Linked DNA regions of Mus musculus: region 2 is linked to region 1. A link is a contact called in public HiChIP or PLAC-seq data. All regions are on one chromosome and are shown on one strand. The core of a region is the stretch at or near the end of the contact, and the rest is flanking DNA. Distances in the headings are between cores, read along the strand shown.

The links. HiChIP or PLAC-seq counts read pairs in DNA pulled down with a chosen protein or histone mark.
Region 2: a contact with region 1 is called in an H3K27ac HiChIP or PLAC-seq map of VIP interneurons, with 24 times the contacts expected there. The contact joins the promoter of Edil3 here to the enhancer-like site in region 1. A contact is called at or near these places in 3 of 39 promoter capture datasets (cranial neural crest, frontonasal cranial neural crest and hippocampal neurons), 2 of 484 Hi-C or Micro-C datasets (cerebral cortex and cortical neurons) and 2 of 115 datasets of contacts at active chromatin or transcription factors (VIP interneurons and forebrain).

The regions. Positions count from the first base shown.
Region 1 is chr13:85,814,706-85,821,690 of GRCm38.p6, forward strand. No RefSeq gene overlaps it. Among named protein-coding and RNA genes, the nearest start is that of Gm34526, 220 kb to the right of the region's middle. Within about 2 kb of position 4,521, at least 3 of the 459 cell types and tissues checked have an H3K27ac peak or open chromatin away from gene starts, as enhancers often do. A contact at or near this core is called in VIP interneurons, where this site is marked.
Region 2 is chr13:88,817,632-88,824,616 of GRCm38.p6, forward strand. Edil3 (EGF-like repeats and discoidin I-like domains 3) reads left to right here and starts at 3,841. Exons shown (of 11, transcript NM_001037987.3): 1 at 3,841-4,417. The coding sequence starts at 4,351. It overlaps Gm38504 (a long non-coding RNA gene), which reads left to right and starts at 6,593. Exons shown (of 2, transcript XR_382711.3): 1 at 6,593-6,841.

The DNA of each region.
Region 1 (6,985 bases), core at 3,271-5,770:
AACACTCCTCCTTTGCTGGTGGGAATGTGAACTTGTCTAGCCTCTATGAAAATCAGTAGAGCAGTTCCTCAGAAAGATGGGAATCAATCTACTGTGGGACCCTGCTATACCACTCCTTGGCAGATACTTAAAGGATGCTTCATCCTACCACATGGACACTTGCTCAAATAAGTTCATTTCAGTGTAATTCATAATAATCAGAAACTAGAAACAACCTTAGTGTCTTTCAACAGAAGAATGAATGAAGCAAATGCGGTACATTTACACAATGGAGTATTACTCAACTATTTAAAAAAATGACATCATAAATTTTGCAGGCAGATAAATTGAACTAAAAAAAATAATCCTGAGTGAGATAACATCGACCCAGAAAAACAAATATGTATGTTTTCATATATTAGTGACTTTAGTCATTAATTAATTATAACCAATGAATTTTCTGTAGACCCAGAGAAGTAAGGTAAACAGGAGGTGTCTAGGGGATTCACGGACCTCCCTTGGAGGGGAATATAATAGATTTGACAAGCAGACTGCAGGTAGGTAACTACTGTGTCAGGGTAGGTGGGTGGTGGATTAGTTTGGGAGGAGATAGAGTAGAGGGATTGCAAAGAGAGATGCCTGGAACTGAGGATTTAGGGGTGGTATGGAAACCTAGTACCGGGGAAACTTCCTGGTATCTATGAATGGGAGTCTAATGCGAACTTCTTGTAATAATGGATTTGGATCTTAACTGGCCATCTTTTTTGCCAGGTGAGACTTCCAGTGGCTGTACTGGGATGCATCCACTTGAGCAGTAAGTCAATAATATCCCATGGAAATCCTCAAACCATCCAGACTTTTGCTAAGAAGAAGGGTTGCTCTTTGCAAAGTAGGATATACCCATTGCTGAGGACAAAAGTCTCAGAACTCATTGAACTTGGAGAAGTCAGGCTTTCGACCACTCATTCTCACATCTCAGTTCCAGGAAGAAGCACATAGCACACACTATGAAAGTACAGCCATTGATCAATCAAGACAACTACAGCAAACTCTTCCTTCCAATCCAGGTTTTATATGGCATTCATAAAAACATGTATTCCTTTCTATGTTCTGTGGGAATTGTTACAAAGATATAAGATTTGGGACACTAAAATTGCAAGTTTTCCTCTAACTTTAGTTAACTTTTATTGGTTTCTGCAACTTGCTCAACTGGAGTTTGAGCCCGAGTCTTCAGACATTGTAGACAGCACTTTGTCATTCAATTACATTTCTAGTTTTTGTTTTATTAATGCTGATTTTTAAAATGTTTGCATTTTCAGTGGTGTTCATCTGTGGACTGTGTTTTCATTCTTTTATTTCTTTAAAAAGAGTATTCCTATTTTTCTATGATGATCCTCTATTAATCAGGGTATTTGATTCATTAACCATAATGTCTACTTTGCTATCATGTTATAGATGAGATTTGTGGACTAAACACTAATCACTGGTCATAGGATTCTAGATAACCCTGGGCATTTTTTCAGCTTATAGATTCTCTAATCATTATAATTGCATTACAAACAACATTGGATAATGAAAGTTGTAACTACAAGTTGTTAGCTTGTATTTCTATGTACTGTTGTAGATGTATGACTCCACACAGAACAGAAATCTCTGGATATCATAAGATCGTTAAGACATTCAGGGGAAGCACTCTTTTTCTCTTTCCTCTCCCTCTCCCTCTCCCTCTCCCTCTCCCTCTCCCTCTCCCTCTCCCTCTCCCTCTCCCTCTCCCTCTCCCTCTCCCTCTCCCTCTCCCTCTCCCTCTCCCTCTCCCTCTCCCTCTCCATCTCTATCTCCATCTCCCTCCCTCCCTCTCTCTTTCTCTCTCTCTCTCGCTCTCTCTGATTTATTCACTTTATATCCTGCTTACTGTCTCCCTCCAAAACAAACCCTTTTACAGTCCTTTCCCCCATCCCCCCTACTTCTTCTCCTCTGAGTGGGATGTAGTCTCCTGGGTATTCCCCCTACACACACACACACACACACACACACACACACACACAGAGGCATATCAAGTTTCTTCAGGGCTAAGTAGTCCTCTCCCAATGAGGCCAGACAAGGCAGCCCACCTAGAAGAACATATCCCAGCTTTTGGGATCAACTCCACTCATGTTTTTCAGGACCCACATGAAGACCAAGCTGCAATCTACTACATATATATATATATATATGTAGCAGCCACATATATATATGTGGCAGCTTAGGTCCAGTCCTTGTGTGTTCTTTGGTTGATGGTTCAGTCCCTGAGTAACCCAAGGGTCCAGGTTAGTTGACTCTGTTGGTATTCATGTGGAGCTCCTATCCCTTTCGGGCCCACAATTCTTCCTCTTATTCTTCCATAAGAGTCCCCAAGTTCCATGCCATGTTTGGCTGTGGGACTCTATATTTGAGACAGCTGCTGGGTGGAGCCTCTCAGAAGACAGCCATGCTAGACTCCTGTTTGCAAGAATAACAGAATATCATTAATAGTGTCAAGGGTTGATGTTTACCTATGGGATGGGTCTTTAGATGAGCTAGTTATTGGTTGGCCATTCCCTCTGTTTCTGTGTCATCCCCCATCCCTGCATTTCTTGTACATAGGATAAATTTTGTGTCTTATGTTTTGTGGGTGGGTTGGTGTTCCTATTGTTTCACTGGGATTCCTGCCTGGCTACAGAAAGTGGCCTCTTCTGATTCCAGGTCTCCAAGGTTGTGAGTCATAGCTAAGGTCATGACCATTGGCTCTTTGGTGCTTCCTTTTGCTGGTCTCTGTCTTTTCCTGGATATACCCCCACTCCCTACCCTGTCACTTACAGACTTCCATTCATTTTCATGGCCATCTGGCAATCTCTCCTGTTCTTCCCCATACCTGATCCTGAATTCCTCATTCCCATCTACATCTCTCTCACCTAGTGTCCTTGCTTTATCTGTCTCTTATCCTTGCTAGTGCCTTACTTCTTGTCTAGTTTCTATGTGTCTGTGGAATATAGAATGGTTATCATGTATTTTATGGCTAAAACCCACTTAAACGTACATACCATAAAATGTCATTTGGGGACTGGGTTAATTCAATATTCTCAAGTTCCATCCGTTTGCCTGAAAAAAAATCATGATGTGTTTGTTTCTCTGTAGTGAAATAATATTCTGTTGTGTAAAATTTCCTTATCCATTGTTTAGTTGAGGGACATCTAGGTTGTTTCCAGTTTCTGGTTATTCTGGCTAAAACTGTTATGAACATAATTAAGCCAATGTCTTTGTGGGATGTTGGAGTATCTTTTGGGTATATGCTCTAGTCAAGCTAGGACTTGAGATAGAGCTATTCATAGTTTTCTGAGAACCCATCAAACTCATTAGAAGCAGCACTCTTAAGGAGTTAGAACCTGCCTATATTTGGTGAGCAATACATTTGGTATAAATGAATTTCTTCAAAAATACTTTGAGCATTTATAAAAGGTTTCCATAAATGTTCAAGTTCTCATTTATTTATATACCTTGAAATTTGGAAATCACCGATAAATATCTGCAGAATTCTATGAAAGTGGCCACTTATTAATATACCATTAATGCCCACTAAGGTTTTATGTAGAGTCTTCATAATATAATCCCTATTTTATTATTTATGAGATGAAGAGGAGAAAGCATAAAAGGGTAAACTTCATTATTTTAGTTTCAGACATGATATATTTCTATTCCTATCTCATTTTCCTAAAATACTATTTTATAATGTTTCTTAGGAAGTTAATATATTTCAATGGAACCCTATTATTTTAAAGCTGATTCCTATTCTCCTTCTCTTACAGTCTCTACTGTATATATTTAATCTTTTTCTTTTCATAATTATTCCATAAGAAAAGTAGTAGTATTTTTCTGGTGAGAAGGACATGGTAATTTATGTTGTATAAAATCAACCTAGATGCTATGAATGGAGGAAGCCTTTTCAGCTTGTCTGCACTTGTCTAACTATAATAGAACACGAGACAACAGTTTTTTCTTTCTTGTTGTGGAGTCTCTTATGTCAGCAATTTTCACTGTGCATGCAGCTGAAGAGTACCAGAGCCAACCATATCTATCACAAGTACCATGGCAGCAGAACTTGATTAGATGCCATCTGATTTTGCAATGAAATTGCTGTTCCCTTCAGAAATTCATGGAACTAGGAGTGCTATAAAATGGTTTCTTCACTCATGTCAAGCACATTCTTGACACATAGTACAAATTTAAATGGATATTAGACCCTTGCTCCTTGTGGCTCTCCTCAGTTAGTTTCAGAGCATAAAACTATAACATTCACAATTGTGATTTATTGTTCTTTGATACATGGAAACAACTAATGAGATAAATGACAAAAACATGATCCCTATTTTATTATTAATGTGACGAAGAGGAGAAAGCATTAACTTGAAAATGGAGTTTGTATGTCTAGAACTTTTTAACTCTAATGCCATCGTAAACTAGTGATAGAAAAGTTATCTTTGCAACATGCCACCTCACTGCCCCCAACCCACTGCCCCTCGTGAAGCTGATCGTTGTTTTATGCTGAGTGACACAGAAAAGAATAACAGACAACCAGTCAAGATCTGTTGAGCACATTTATTGTTCAGTGACAAAACTGAAATCACTTTGCTAACAGTTGACTTTCCACTGAACTCTGAAAGAAGTAAGCAATTACTTGGTTCATGCTTTTTAGTAGACTGAATGCTTGCTTAGTTTATTTTAAGCTTCCAGATTTGATCTGTCACAGCAGGAATGATAATACCCCTAAGTAATTATGGCATTTGTCATTTGTTGTTCTATTGTATATTTCTCTAAACTCCAGATGAAAAATAAATCTTCTTTGAGTGCTCCATATATAAACTATTTGGTAACAGCAATAGCAGAAAGAATTACTCAGTACTGACTAACAAGAATAATGCTAGACTTCTTCCCTTTGCAGTACTCAGCATAAAGTTACATACCAAATTAAATCCAGGTAGACTCATCTGAAACAAATGTGCTTCAGATATGTGCTTAAATGCTTAAACACAAGTAAATAAGTTGCTCAATGCCACTCATTATTGAAAACCAAATGGTTTACTTGTTTTTGAATCTCAGAATTTCATTTTTCTTTCTTTTTTAATCAGTTTTTAAGACAATAGATTGCTTGTTTTTGAACATAAAATCATAATTTAAACATTTTCCTTGATAACTATCTAAATTAAAAAATTGTTTAATCTATAAACACAGCTAGTGATTATTTTTCTGTTACATGAGGGAAAGATAAATTTGTAAAACCAATTGACTCCCTTTCCCTGTTAGAACATTAAATTTAATTTTATAAATGAATGCTATAGGATATTGGTCACCAGGAGGATGAAAAAAATCATTGAATCACAAATTAGTAAGAAAAAAATAAAGCAAGGAAAGCGCTTTTATTAAAGGAGCTGCTTCTGATGCTTTTGCTGGCTTTTAGGAGTCATGTCTTCCTACCGGATTGCCTTATCCATCCTTAATATGAGAGGAGGTGCTTAATTTTATTGGAATTTGATATTCCAAGTTTGCTTGATGTTCCCAGGAGGCTTGAACTTTTCTGAGGGGACAAAGAGGAGGGCTGTCTGGTGAGGAAGGAAGAGCAAAGGATGGATGTAGTTGGGTGTAGAAGGAGGGAAGGGAAAATGTGGTTGGGATGTAATATATGAGAAAATAATAACAGTAAAAAAGAAAAGAATGAATGACAGAATTTCAGTTGCATCTAAAGTAATATCCGTAAAACTTAATACTAACATTGCAGTTTCTAGGTCTGTAAATTGCTATTAACTAATAGACACACAGGTTCAGATTAATAAGATGAATAAGTTTGGTAGATGTGGTATATGGTGTCTCCACTCATTTACATTTTAAAGAAGATTCATCTCCTTTTATGTGCCCAGATAAATGTTTTCAAAAGATAAACTTACTTTGAGGCATATACATAGGTGGTAGTACGGACATTTTCCAAAGAGAATTGTCAGTTACAAAAGGAAAAAGATCAGGTGTGTGTCGAAAACTATGATATTGTAGAAGAATGTGAATTGATCCATTCTTATCTCCTTGTACAAAGCTCAAGTCTAAGTGGATCAAAGACCTCCACATAAGACCAGAGACACTGAATTTTATAGAGGAGAAAGTGGGAAAAAGCCTTGAAGATATGGGCACAGGGGAAAACTTTGTGAACAGAACTGCAATGGCTTGTGCTGTAAGATCAAGAATTGACAAATGGTTCCTCATAAAATTGCAAAGCTTCTGTAGGGCAAAAGATACTGTCAATAAGACAAAAAGGCCACCAAAAGATTGGGAAAGGATTTTTACCAAACCCAAATCTGACAGAAGACTAATATCCAATATATACAAAAAGCTCAAGAAGATGAACCCCAGAAATACAAATAACACCATTAAAAATTGGGGTACAGATCTAAACAAAGAATTCTCAACTGAGGAATACCAAAGGGCTGAGAAGCACTTGAAAAAATGTTCATCATCCCTAATCATCAGGGAAATGAAAATCAAAACAACCCTGAGATTCCATCTCACACCAGTCAGAATGGCTAAGATCAAAAATTCAGGTGACAGCAGATGCTGGCGTGGATGTGGAGAAAGAGGAACACTCCTATATTGCTGGTGGGATTGCAAGCTTGTACAACCACTCTGGCAATCAGTCTAGCGATTCCTCAGAAAATGGACATAGTACTACTGGAAGATCCAGCAATACCTCTCCTGGGCATATACCCAGAACATGTTCCAACTGGTAATAAAGACAAGTGCTCCACTATGTTCATAGCAGACTTATTTATAATAGTGAATGTAGTAGTTCTTAATATTGTCTCTATTAAACAGAAATAGAAATTTTCTGATAATGCTATTCCCTACCTAATAGAAAAATGCCATTTTAACTTTAAAAGAATAATGTTTATCTGATATTTATTGGATTTTTGAAAGACAAAAAATTGTTTCTGAAATTATATCAAATTAT
Region 2 (6,985 bases), core at 2,591-5,090, 3.0 Mb after region 1:
AGCATTATGGAGGTTGAGAACTGCTGAGCTAATGGGTACAATTTTGCCTTCTGGGACCTCTTCCTATTGTTACAGTGTATCCAATTTTAGTTTTCCCTTTGGTTGTTTACCATCTCTCTCAAAATTTTTTACTTATCACCTAGCACCTATGAAGCCCAAACACTATTCCTTATTGAATTCCAACTTCAGTGAGAGTCTCATGAAATATCATACAAGAGATCACTAGACTCGTTCCTGACAGGATGTGTATTTCCTTATGAAGCCTATTGTGCCTGGCCTCCACTGTTAATTGTTTTCTCAAGATTCTTGCCTTCCAAGCTTCCTCCATTCAGCCCCTACCTAGCAAGCTACAGTCTTTCTACCTCACAGTCTTTCTCATTGAAGAAACGTGTGATAACTAAGGTTTATCATAGCTTCGGCTCCACTTCGAGGCAGCGATTTTATGTGTCACTTTCCTTTATCCTGCTGCTGTGATAAAATACCGGACAAAAATGGCGTGAAAAGGTGAAATGGTTTATTTCAGCTTATAGTTCAAAGTGTTATCATGACACTGTGATGGGGGGGGGGGGGCTCATAGCAGGATGAGTTTGACCCAAGTAGTCATACCACTTCCACAGGCAAGAAGCATAAGCTGAAAGATAATTCAGTTCATGATCTCTTTTTATCCATAGAGTCATGGATCCTAGACTAGGGAGTGATGTCACTCACAATTGAAAAGTCTTCTCACCTCAATATAACCAAAATAACCTGTCACAAACATGTCCAGCGTACCAGTTCTCTGGTGGCGATTCTAGATTTCATCAAGTTGACAAGTGAGATTAATTACCACGTTCATAGCAGGAAAGAAATATTCAGTTCCTAGCAAAAATCAATAATCTTTCTGCATTTTCTCATTTGATTGTTTTCTTTCTACTTATTGTTCCTTTCCTTGTAGTGTTAAACCTACATTATATTAACAGGTATGTTAAAGAATAGCTTGTTATAATGCCTATAACAACCACCACCACCAACACCAACACCACCACCACCACCACAACAACAACAAAAGTTTGCAAAATGCTGGATTAACCACTTTTCAAAAACCTTCTTAACCACAGGACCTTCAGAGAATTTAATATGCAAATATTCCTCAAGGATGCCAAGACGCTTCATTAATATACAGTGTTCCCCAAATCATTTGTCCATGTAATACTATTATTTTTCTTTCCCAAGAAACCTTTCAACATCCTAAGGATAAGAATATCCATAGAAAACAATTTAAGAAATGCCATTTTCATGTGATATATAGATCATTTTTAGTATTTTAGGCACAGATTTGGAGAAGCTGTAAAACCATAGGGTGGATCATATGTGATTAGTAAAGGTCTCTTAGCACTTTATGTTCAGGAAAAAATTCATAGCAGCATTTTGTCCTTTTACCCTTTCTTTGTTTTTCAGACATTTTCTATATTCCATGTGGGAAAGGGCTGTATATATGTACACAGCCTTGTCTAAGTGTACCAACAGTGAAATGAACTCTACAAATGTAATTGATGGTAAGGCTTATTTGTAGATGTCCAGTATAAATAAGCAGGAAGGAAGAAGTGATATCAGGCAGGCACTGTTGTGTTTAAGCTTTATACCATCTTTGGATAGAAAATAAGAATTTTGTACAGAGCTACAAAATTGGCAACACCTTTCAAAGGTGATACAACACTTCATAAAGAGTGTCCTTTATAGTCCTCACCTCAGTTGTTTGGACATAGATTATGTATTTTGATGTGGCTTTATGTCTATCGGAGTATTTAAAAAGCAAAGCAAATGAACAAGGAACCCATTTTTGTAAAAAGGAAATGTCTAATAGTCTAGATTTTGACAAAAAGTTAACATTTTGACATGCTTCTTAGTATTACATATTATTGGTAAAGTGGAAATTGTAAATAAAATAAAGCAAACACAATGTTTATCCTATCGTCTCCTGTTGTCTAGCTCATCATACAGTACAGGCTGAGGTCCTGCACTTTAGGATTTGCCAGAATCCTTTGGAAGGGATCCCTGAAAGATAACTTGTCATTTTCCAAGTTGGAGACGGTCTTTGGAAAACACATATCACAGCAGGAGTGCACATTCAGAGTTAAACTGAAGTGACATACAAGGAAGCAGCATTGGTAATTGACTAGAATGGACTTACAACTCTAAACAATACTCTCCTTAACCAAAAGGGCTGGGTTTAAACAGAAAGTACTACAAGGAAGTGACTCTTCCTTTCCTTGACAAGACAATTTTTTTCCTTTTTTTTTTTTTTTTTTGGTTGTTTTTTGTTGTTGTTATTTTATTTCTTTACATTTCAAATGTTATCTCCCTTCCCAGTTTCCTTCCTGAAAACCCCATATTCGGTCCCCCAGCCCTTCTGGCTCCCCCACCCAACCACCCACCAACTCCTGCCTCACCATTCTAGCATTCCCCTACACTGGGGGCATTGAGCTTTCACAGGACCAAGGGCTTCTCCTCGCATTGATACCTAACAAGGCCCTTCTCTGCCACATATATGGCTGGAGTCATGGGTCCCTCCATGTGTATTCTTTGGTTGATGGTTTAATCCCTGGGAGCTCTGGTTAGTTTTTTAAACATGTATTGTCACCCTCTCACTCAGCATGGGAAACATGTTTTATTGTGGTTGGTGTTTTGCCCATATTACACATTACTTCTCTCTCTTGCCCTCATTTGGTTTTATTTCTCAATTGGTTTGCATGTCCTCCCACCCTTGATATCACTCCAGACAGAGAGATGGTACAAGATGAGGTTCCAAGGACTTGAGGAAGAAATAAAGAAGTTTCATGGTTGTCTCCTTTCAGCATCTAATCCTGAGAGTGACAATTTTCTTCATTTCTTCAGTTTCTCTACGCATGTGTTTATATCCTCCTATCTCCCTTCCTAATGGTGACTCGGGGAGGGCAGAGAACCCTGTTTCATTTTGGTACTTGGTACCACAGGAATTGAATCTACAGTAAGCAATCATTCTAACTGAAAAACAGGGGAGAAAGTACAATTGTAAGCCAGAGGCTTTATTTTCAGTTCAATCACTTTCAGTGCAAAATAAGCCCATTTATTTTAGTTTTGGTGAAGAACAGCGAAATTTGATCCACCTGAGTGATGTGTCAAGAATCTGCTCTTTCCTCTGTTTTTCTATGACTTCCTTCATGTGAAACAGATGTCCTGCTTACATGCCTCCCACTTGCTTATGCCCTTTCTCCACTGAGAGCAGATGAGCCCACAACCTTTCTCTTCAGCCCTGAGCAAACTGATTTGCAGGCAGAACAACAGAGCAGCAGCCTGTCTTGCCTGTCTGGCTCCTGACTAAATCGTGACTCCTGAGAAACTGAGACTTCTTTTAGCAGTCTTGGGTCTCACCAAGCTTGAGGCTCCTAGAGCCACTTTGTGAAATCTCTTAACTTCCTTTCCTGGCAGTCCTGAAGTTCAGTGGACTCTTTTGTACACTTAACCATAAAACCAAACCTGGAACCAACACTTTCGGACATCTATCGTATTCCCTTAACCTTAGAGTTTGCATCTTAGGTGGAGAAGATGTGGAACTTAGCAGATAGTGGCAGGTATCAGTCAGGGTGTGGCTGCGGCTGCCTCCCTTTCTCTTCCAGCAGAAGGAGCCACCTTCCAAAGCTGGGGGAGAGAGAGAGAATGGGGGGGAGAGGAAGAGAGAGGGAAGGAGGGAGAGAGAGAGAGAGAGAGAGAGAGAGAGAGAGAGAGAGAGAGAGAGAGAGAGAGAGAGAGAGAGAGAGAGATTGGAGAAGGCAATAAGAAGAGGGAGGGTAGGGGGGCGGGCCGCCGGGGGCGCCCAAAGCCAGCTAGGCTCAGTCTCACACGCGCGCCGCCACTGTTTGTACACAGTGCGCTCCTGGCCTCAGGCTCGCTCCCCTCCAGCTCTCGCTTCATTGTTCTCCAAGTCAGAAGCCCCCGCAGCCGCCGCGGCAGCAGCGTGAGCCGTAGTCACTGCTGGCCGCTTCGCCTGCGGTGCGCGCACGGAAATCGGGGAGCCAGGAACCCAAGGAGCCCGCGCTCCGCCCGCTGTGCCTCTGCTAGGACCCACTCGCAGCCCCAGCCTCTCTCAAGCGCACCCACCTCCGCGCACCCCAGCTCAGGCGAAGCTGGAGTGAGGGGTGAATCACCCTTTCTCTAGGGCCACCACTCTTTTATCGCCCTTCCCAAGAATTTGAGGAAGCGCTGCGGGAGGAAAGACGTCCTCTTGAATCTCTGACAGGGCGGGGTTTACTGCTGTCCTGCAGGGCCGCCTCGCCTACTGTGCCCTCCGCTACGACCCCGGACCAGCCCAGGTCACGTCCGTGAGAAGGGATCATGAAGCACTTGGTAGCAGCCTGGCTTTTGGTTGGACTCAGCCTCGGGGTGCCCCAGTTCGGCAAAGGTGAGGTGGCTGGGCAGGGGTCCCTGGATGAGGGACGGGCGGGGAGCACCTTTGGAAATGCCGCTCAAGGGGCCACAGTGGGTCCTCAGTGCGTGCACGGCGTGAGGAGCGCTACGAAAGAGGCGATGCTCCCTGGATACCCTGCCAAAGTGCTAGCAAAGTCCGTGTGGAGTGCCCCAGGCTGAGCCTGGGAAGAGGGTGCGATCTAGAAAATAAGAAGATTGAGGGGGTGTGAAGGGGTTGTCTTCCTAGGCTTTTTTTTTGCTAGTGATTCCCTGCGCGACCCCTGACTAGCAAATATCAATGTTCTTGGCCGATGACAGCGGACAGGGTTGTGAGGTTGTGATAGAGACCTGACAGAGCTAAGTGTGCTGGGCCATCATCTAGTAGGTGCTAGAATAGCCTGGATAACCACCGGGCGGTAAGCTGGATGCAGTGCTCTGGTGCAGGGACAGGGGTGGGGGTGGGGGTGGGGGCTAAGGGGTCTGTCAACCTGGACCCGATATTGAGAGTTCATACTGCCAATGAGAAAGAGAGAGGTCTACTAAGTCGCTAGCTTTCTCCCCAACCCTCCTCTTGGGCGCGTGACTTCAATTACAACAGCTCAAACAACTCTCTTCTCCTCCAACCCCAGGGGGCTTGAGCATTATTTTGTACTCCCTCTGGGTAAGACCTTAACTCTTGGTAATAGATGGCTGTGATGTGCAAACCAACCTTCATGCGTCCCTGGCCCAGGAGCCAAAAAGTTGTTCAGATTTGTCTACCTGTGCCTTTCATGGTTTGCATGTAAATAGGAAACTAGCATACAAAACAAAACCTAAAATTTTAAAATCAGTGAGTCTCCGGGTGAGTTGTTTAGGTGACTTTCAGGTCCTTTTGAGAGATTAGGCTTTGTCAATATAAAACCTGGTCAGAAACCTTTGTCTGCATATCAGCGGGTACTGAATTGGAGCCAGGAAGCCAAAGAGAGAGAAGGGGTTTCCAGATATTGGGTGGCTGTGCCCTTTCTGCGTTTGTGAGTACAGAAGGCCCTTCTGAGAGAGATTTACTAGAATCCTCCACAGATAGCAGTAAGTAGAGAGCTGATAAGCTACAAGGATTTGAAACGTTGTGGCTCTAGAAGTATTTGGAATTAAAAAAAAATGCTTTGACTCGAATCCATTTGAGATTAGACTAGGCATTGCATGGATACTCTACGCTACACCTATGCACTACCTATGTATGCGCTTCGGAGGGATGGACTGTTGGGGACTATCCTTCAGAAACCTGTGTTGCAGCCAGATGCCAATCTCTTTGGGACTCAAGTGGTGGGTAGTTCTGGTCTTCTCAGCTCCCCAGGATGTGACTGTTTTTCCAGGGGTGTAGGTGTGTGGGATCTATTCCAAACCTGCTCTGATAGTTGCCTCGCTGAGGCAGCCACTCCAGTGAAGGTTAGCATATGGAAATGTTTTCGGAGTGGGTCGCCTAGACTCCAGTGGTAAGGAAAGAACAGGCTTCCAAAGCTGATATTTCCTGGTTTTTTTTTTTTTTTTTTTTTTTTTTTTAAATTTCTTGTCTGAATTCCCTCTGCACTTTGATGCCTTAGCTGGTAGGGAACTGTAAGAACCACAGGCACTCCCCTCTCCTCCTATCCCCGCCTCTGTTCCCACCCCAAATAGGAACACACACATACACTCGCGAGCGCGCGCGCACGCACACGCACACACACAAACACACACACACACACACACACACACACACGCGCTCGTGGGTGCACTCACAAGCACCTACTAGGCAACTCCTCTGCCACTAAGTGACCCTTACCAATGGTGACTGGAAAGCTAGAGGACCTATTGAGTGACTGAGCTTGCCAGAAGACTTCTCCTAGCTAGAGTTTGGGAAGGAAAAAAAAAAAAAATTGCAGCTGCTCTGAGCTCTTAATGATGCCCACGCCGAGGCATCTTTGCCACCAGTCAAGTGGACGATAGCGATGTTGCCAGGGCTTTCCAGTGTGCTGCTAGAGACAAAGCTCGGGAAGCCTACCCCCTCCATCCTTCAGACTGATCCTTTGTAAGCCACCCTGCGGGTGGAGGGCGGCAGCTTCTGAGAAAGAAACGGACCGATTTGCATAAGCTTTTTTTTTTTTTTTTTTTTTTTTTTTTTTTTTTTTTTTTTTTTTTTTTTTTTCTGTTAAACTTGTGCCTCTCTAATTTTCTCCTCCCGGACCTCTGCAGAAAGCAGATCCGAGTTTGCTTGATAGTTCAAACAATTAAACTTTGGGAAACTTACTGAAACTGGTGTTAACATAGAATTTTACTCTGCTTTTTTTCATACCCCTCCCCCATCGTGTATCTTTGATTTATCAAATGTCGAAGAGAAATTAGTGTTTTCCTTTGTGTGGACCCCAATTTACAGGCACTCATGCCTGGAATTGGATAACGATAGGTAAGCCCACTTATTGGCTGTCTTTATTTTAAAATTAAACCAATGGATCAGTCAGATTGAATATTTTATTAACTCTTAAATTATTCATCATTGTGTATTGCTTTAAAAAAATCCAATAACATGCATACAGTTGCAGCAAACACG